2 separate regions of the Sus scrofa genome follow, and region 2 is linked to region 1. The links are chromatin contacts, called in public Hi-C maps. All regions are on one chromosome and are shown on one strand. Each heading gives the region's core, a stretch centred on a gene start, on an enhancer-like site or on the middle of the called end of the contact. The rest is flanking DNA. Distances are from core to core; before and after follow the strand shown. Region 1 holds the start of GXYLT1 (glucoside xylosyltransferase 1). Region 2 holds the start of YAF2 (YY1-associated factor 2).

What was found. A called contact is a pair of places that touch in the nucleus more often than the background predicts.
Region 2: a contact with region 1 is called in a Hi-C map of fetal skeletal muscle, with 2.3 times the contacts expected there. The contact joins the promoter of YAF2 here to the promoter of GXYLT1 in region 1. A contact is called at or near these places in 1 of 5 promoter capture datasets (liver), 18 of 47 Hi-C or Micro-C datasets (alveolar macrophages, blood, brain and 10 more) and 2 of 2 datasets of contacts at active chromatin or transcription factors (alveolar macrophages and skeletal muscle).

What each region holds. Positions count from the first base shown.
Region 1 is chr5:73,406,735-73,409,686 of Sscrofa11.1, reverse strand. GXYLT1 (glucoside xylosyltransferase 1) reads left to right here and starts at 1,377. Exons shown (of 10, transcript XR_002344161.1): 1 at 1,377-1,679.
Region 2 is chr5:73,495,820-73,498,771 of Sscrofa11.1, reverse strand. It overlaps YAF2 (YY1-associated factor 2), which reads left to right and starts at 1,425. Exons shown (of 7, transcript XR_002344163.1): 1 at 1,425-1,711; 2 at 2,127-2,252.

The DNA.
Region 1 (2,952 bases), core at 128-2,627:
CAATTTGGGGGAACTATTTAAGTTCTGCTTATGATTTTCAGATGCATAAGCAAGAAGTTACCCAGGTCAAGTTGACCTTGCTTATCCTGTAAAATAAGCTCAATTGCTTTGCTTGTTTTGGTTTTGTCTGCTCAGGGAATTAAGTCTGGTCTCTGTATTTGGTTTTAACTTATATGAAATGTCTGTTGACCAAGACCACAGATAGAACTGATACCTCCTTTGTGTGTGTGCCCACACCTTTACAGGCTTATAGCCTAAAGTCTTTATGGTTGCATTGAACTTATTTACAAGTATCCACTGTCCCACCCCATGCCCCTTCTAGACGTCTTTGTACCCAAAGGAACTGAGTGATGCTCCATAAATGCTCAATAAATGGAGTGGAAATACGGCTGAGAAAGAGGGAAAAGAAAAGGAAAGCTAAAGACAAAGCTCTTTAGGGAGAGTATTAATTGTTTTGGATATGCAAATAATGAGTCATAAGGATGATCCAAAAGGGAGGACCTCATGGATGGGTGGCAGGATACGCATCCTCAACATCATGACGTAATTAGATGTTGGGTGACAACGCTTGTGGAGGATGGAGCTTAAAAAATGGCTTAATGCAGAGTTCGCATCGTGGCTCAGCGGTTAGGGAACCCAACTAGCATCCCTGAGGACGCGTGTACGATCCCTGGCATCACTCAGTGGGCTGAGGATCCAGTGATGCCCTGAGCTGTGGTGCAGGTTGCAGAGGCGGCTCGGATCCAGCGTTGCTGTGGCTGCGGCGCGGGCCGGCAGCAGTACCTCCGATTGGACCCCCTAGCCTGGGAACCTCCAAATGACGTAGGCATAGCCCCCAAAAGACCAAAAAAACAAAAAACTTAATGACGAGCCTTCTCAGTCCAAGGTGTTTATCATGCGTTAAGCACTTTAATCTTTAAAACCACCCTAAGATGAGGATATCCTCTCCATTTTAGAGACGATCAAACATGCTCGGAAAATTGAGGTTGCTCAACATCCCAAGCTACCATGTGGAAGAACCATAATTAGAATTTGGGTCAGCTGCTTCCAACGCTCTGCTAGTTTCGCTGCACCTCTCCTCCACAGTTGGGAGCCGCAAGGTTCCGCGGACTCGCCCGCCGGGAGGGTTGCACTACCCCGGGACCCTGCGCGAGCCGCAACCCTCGCGCCCCAAGCCACCCGGCGCCCCCAGCCCTCCGCTTTCAGTGCGCCGGCGCGTCTGGCCGCCCGCCCTCTGGGGAGGGGCCCGGGGCGGAGGCAGTATCGGGGCTCCGGGGCGGGGTGTTAGCGCGCTCGCTAAGGTGGTGGGCGGGGAGGGAAGAAGGAAGGGGGAGGGCGCGAGGCCGCAGCGGAGGAGGAACTGTTGCGCCCGCGGCTGCGCGGTGCTGCTCCCTCCGCTCCAGTTCGCCCGAGCGGGCGCGGCGGCGACGGCGGAGGTGGCGGCGCGGGCCCGACGGGATGCGGCGCTACCTGCGCCTCGTGGTACTGTGCCTGGCCTGCGGCTTCTGCTCGCTCCTCTACGCCTTCAGCCAGCTCGCCGTGTCCCTGGAGGAAGGTGCGGGCGGCGGTGGCGGGAAGCCGCAGGCCGCAGCGGCTTCCTGGCTCGGGGGCGGCGGGCGCGGCGCCGCAAGAGGGGCGGGCAGCGCGGGCCAGGCGGCGCATCCCGGCCGGTCGGACAGGTACGAGCGGTTCCCTGTCGGGGGGCTGGGGCGAGGGGCGCCGAGTCGCGGGTCTCGATTTGGCCGGGGCTGCACGAGGGGCCGTCCCGCGCCTCCCGCCACCGGGCCCGCGTCTCCCGCTTCTTTGCTGCCGACTCTGACCCCCTTTGCTCGTTTCCCTCCTTCCCCTCACCCTGGGGGTGAGCCTGGCGCTACTCCAGCCTGAAAGCACCCACGCTTTTTGTGTTTGTCTTCTTACCCATTGGTTATGCACTATTCAAAGCAGTTAGAAATTAATTTTCAACTTTTAAATGATAGTTGCATCTCCCCCCCACCTTCTTAGGAGTCATTGAAAATTAGAGGGTCCTACAAAAGCCTCTTGCTGTTTGGCTAGTGGGAATTCCCTCTTGTTTCCATGGCGTTCAAGTTGAGATATTTAAACATCGGGCTGACTCCCTAGTTCAGTTTCCACCCCCTCCTGAATGGGACGTCTCATTTTCTTGTTAACGCTTACATTTTTCATTAGCCGGTTAGTTAAATCTGGACAGAGCATTTTATAAGGATTGTGAATTTTTCTTTAGGAAACAATCGGTCTATTGTGAAACTTATAGCGAGTTAAGAAAAATAAGCGATACTTAAGCTCACGTCCTTTGTGAGTTGGGATAGAGGTGGCTTTCTTTAAGAATCGGAGTTTAAAAAGCAGCATAGTGACTTAAGTGGATTTACGCAAATCACTGCCAGCGTTGAAATCAACGTGAGATTTAAGCGAAAAAAAGAATGCAGCGCATTACGAATGCTTAACCAAATCTGAGCGTTTCCACTTCCTTGAAAAAGAGGCGCCTCTCTTACTCGGGAGAGCTCCCTTAACAAGAGGCAAAAGCTGCTTTGATATTGGAGAGTATCGGGTTGGTTGGAGGAGTGCAGGTCAGCTGTAGGCTGTTTAACATTCTTCTGAGAGTTGATGGTCATTCCCAAAATGAAAGGGGACGTTTGAACAGAGGAGCAGAGCCCATGGAAAAGCTGGATTGTCATGATTTCACCCAGGGGTTTGATTACAGTCAGGACTTTGTTCATAAAAGCAGAACTACTTCCAGAGCCAGGTTTGTGAACGCTCAGTTATCTGTCCTGGGAGAGGCAATAACTGAAGATCTGGATAAACTCATGAAAAGCTGGTCATGGTCTATTACGCTGGAGTGAAGCATTTAAAGTTATGGGGAAGGAACTATTTTTGCATTGGGTAGAATTATAAGGAAGCAACATTTTAATCAAAACATTGAGTGAAATTGGACTCATT
Region 2 (2,952 bases), core at 176-2,675, 89 kb before region 1:
TGCTTGCAAAAAATACAGATGGTGCACTGAGTTCAGAAAGAGCTGTAAATTGTAAATTGATATGGTTAATTAGAAAACAGGGACTGAAAACAGAAATAGACTAACAGAGAGAAAAAAACAAACTTGTGGTTACCAAAGGGGAGAGGAAAGCAGGACAGACAAATTAGAAGTGAAGGATTAACAGACACAAAGGACTATGTCTAAAATAGATAAGCAACAAGGATAAACTGTACAGCACAGGGAATTATAGCCATTGTTATAATGTAAAGTGGAGTATAATCTGCAAAAATACTGAATCGCTATGCTGTACCTGAAACTTAATATTGTAAATCAACTATACTTCAGTTTAAAAAATAAAAAAGGAAGAGCGGCTTGCAGAAAGACTGACAGCATATCTGAGCTCTAAACCTAGCCAACTCATTTAACCTGGTCCCTATATTCCTTGTCTTTCAAATGAAGGGATAGGCTACTTGATGGGAATATTTGCACAGCACTTTGAGCCCTTTTAAAAACACGCATTGTGTAAAGAGACTTACAAAGTGCCAGCATAGAGTGCTAAAAAGTGTTAGTAGGCTTAAGAGTCCAGGAGCTTTAACCAAAGTTCTTGATCAGCGTGGTGACATAACGTTACCAGCATTTTATTATTAATCTGGTTGCGAATTACTGCTAAGATTGGGAAGGTGAGGCTGGAACTTCAGAGAGAGAGAGAGACCAGTAGGATGGCTGTTGCTAGAGTCTAGTAGAAGATGAGGGCATCCAGTACATTGCGGTAATGAAACCTGCTAGGAACGTGTTCTTAACAGGGCACACGCAAACTCGTTATTTAAAAGGAAGGGAAAAGGTCTTTTGAGTGTTTGGTTTTTTTTTTTTGCTGTTGTTGCTGTTTTCGTTTGTTTGTTTTTAAAGCAGCTACTGTAGAGGCTTGAGAGGCGAGGAGAGCTCATTTGGAATTAAAACAGTTAGATTCCTGGCTTCACCACCTCTAATTATGTAATATAGAGGAAGTCGCCTAACCTCTCTTGAACCTGGGTTTCGTTTTCTCCAAATTAAGGAGACAATCCCTACTTGGCCAGCATTTCTATGCACAAAACTAGGCAAGTGGCTTAGGGCACCTAGCAATGGCGCTGACGGGTGGCTCCCGCCTTCCCCCGGGTATCCTTAGGGCTAGAGCTGAGGAGCCAAGGACCGCTCAGGCCCGGAAAGCGGTTCCACCTGGAGACGGCGGCCGCGCACTCTGGTCCGGGGCCGGGCTGACCTCTGAACGCTGGCCCCACTTTGGACCAGGCTTCGCGCGGGAGGACGGCGCCTCCCCCGCCAGAGGGGCTCCGCGGACGCCGAGAGGGAGCGGGCGGCACCGGGCGAGAGACGGTGACGGCGCGGGAGGCTGGGATGGCCACCCCCACGCCGCCGCCCGCGAACTCGCCGGGAGTGCTGGGCCGCGCTGGCCGCGTTTGAAGTCTCCGGCGCGGCCGCTGGTTGGCTCGCGTGGGTCACGTGGCCCAGGCAGGAGTTTCCCCGACAGCTGGAGGCTGCGTGGGATCCGGCGGCGGCTCCGGAGCTCAGCGGTGCGGCCTTCCCCGCCCCCTCCCTCCTCCCCCGCCCGCTTCCGCCCGGCTTATTATCCTCCTTATTGACAAACAGAGCGGCCGCGGCGGCGACTCTCGGCGTGCGTTTGTGGCCAAGCCATGGGAGACAAGAAGAGCCCTACCAGGTAACAGCGCCCGGGCCCCCGGGCCCGGACTGTACAGGCGACGGGGCTCTCGCGGCGGGCTTCGGGCACTCGTCTCGCTCGCCGCCGGGGCAACGGGGCTAGAACGGGGGCGGCACCGCTGCTGCGCGAGCGCTGCCGCGTGAGGGGCCGGCGCCGGCCGCCCCACAATGGAGCCGCGATGGCGGAGGCCGGCGCGGCAGGCCGGGGTGTCCGAGCGGAGGCGGCGGCTGCGACCGCGCTCGCGCCCTCGCCTTCCTGACTCCCCTCCCCCTCTGAGCCCGAGGCGGGCGCGCCGGGCGCTGGCGGGGCGGGGGTCGCGGGCCTGGGGCGGGGGGCGGGGCGGGCGCGGCCGCGGGGCCCGGGCGCGGCCTGCTGGTGACCCCGCGCCGCGTCGTGTCCGGGTTGTGTCCTGCAGGCCGAAGCGGCAGCCGAAGCCGTCCTCGGATGAGGGTTACTGGGACTGTAGCGTCTGCACCTTCCGGAACAGCGCCGAGGCCTTCAAGTGCATGATGTGCGATGTGCGGAAGGGCACCTCCACCCGGTGAGTCCCGCGCCTGCCCTGCGCGCCGCCAGCCGGCGGGGTCGAGGCGCCGAGGACGCCCCTGCGGCTGCCGTCCCCTCCCGCGACACTCGCCCACCCGTCGGGCGGAGGCGAGACTGAGGTGGTGTCCGCGATAGGAACTGGGTCACGTTGATCGCGACCCTAGCGCTCGTTTGCGGTGAAGGGAAATTGAAGAGGCTGTAACGTTTCTTGCTGCCAAGAGAGAATAAATTATTAAAGAGAGGCATTAGCCACTGCGATTTAATGATTTAATTCATATCGCTGGGTGTAATGCCGCATCCCCCTTTCCCCAGCACACATTCCGGATGTAAGAACGTAGGCTGCATTGTTGTGTTAGTGTGTAGGAATCAAAGAAGCACCATGCAATCCTCTTTAGAAGCAAAAGATGTAATTTAATTTCCTTCCTCAAAAAAGTATCTGATTATAGAATACATAGTAGATTAAGCTTTTTTTTAATATAAACGTCTAGAAGGGTCAGATCAGGGTTTTGTGTAGTGTCTTTACCCCAGTTCTCTAACATTTTATAAATAGTTGAGGTGAGCCCAGTCACAGGGACACATTTTTACTGCAAGTATCTGACTTTATTTTGTTTGATTAAACGGCACTCTTATTAGACTATATGAATGAGATAAAATTAATCTTTGCGTATTTTCAGCCTTTATTTCATTGCAAGCTTACA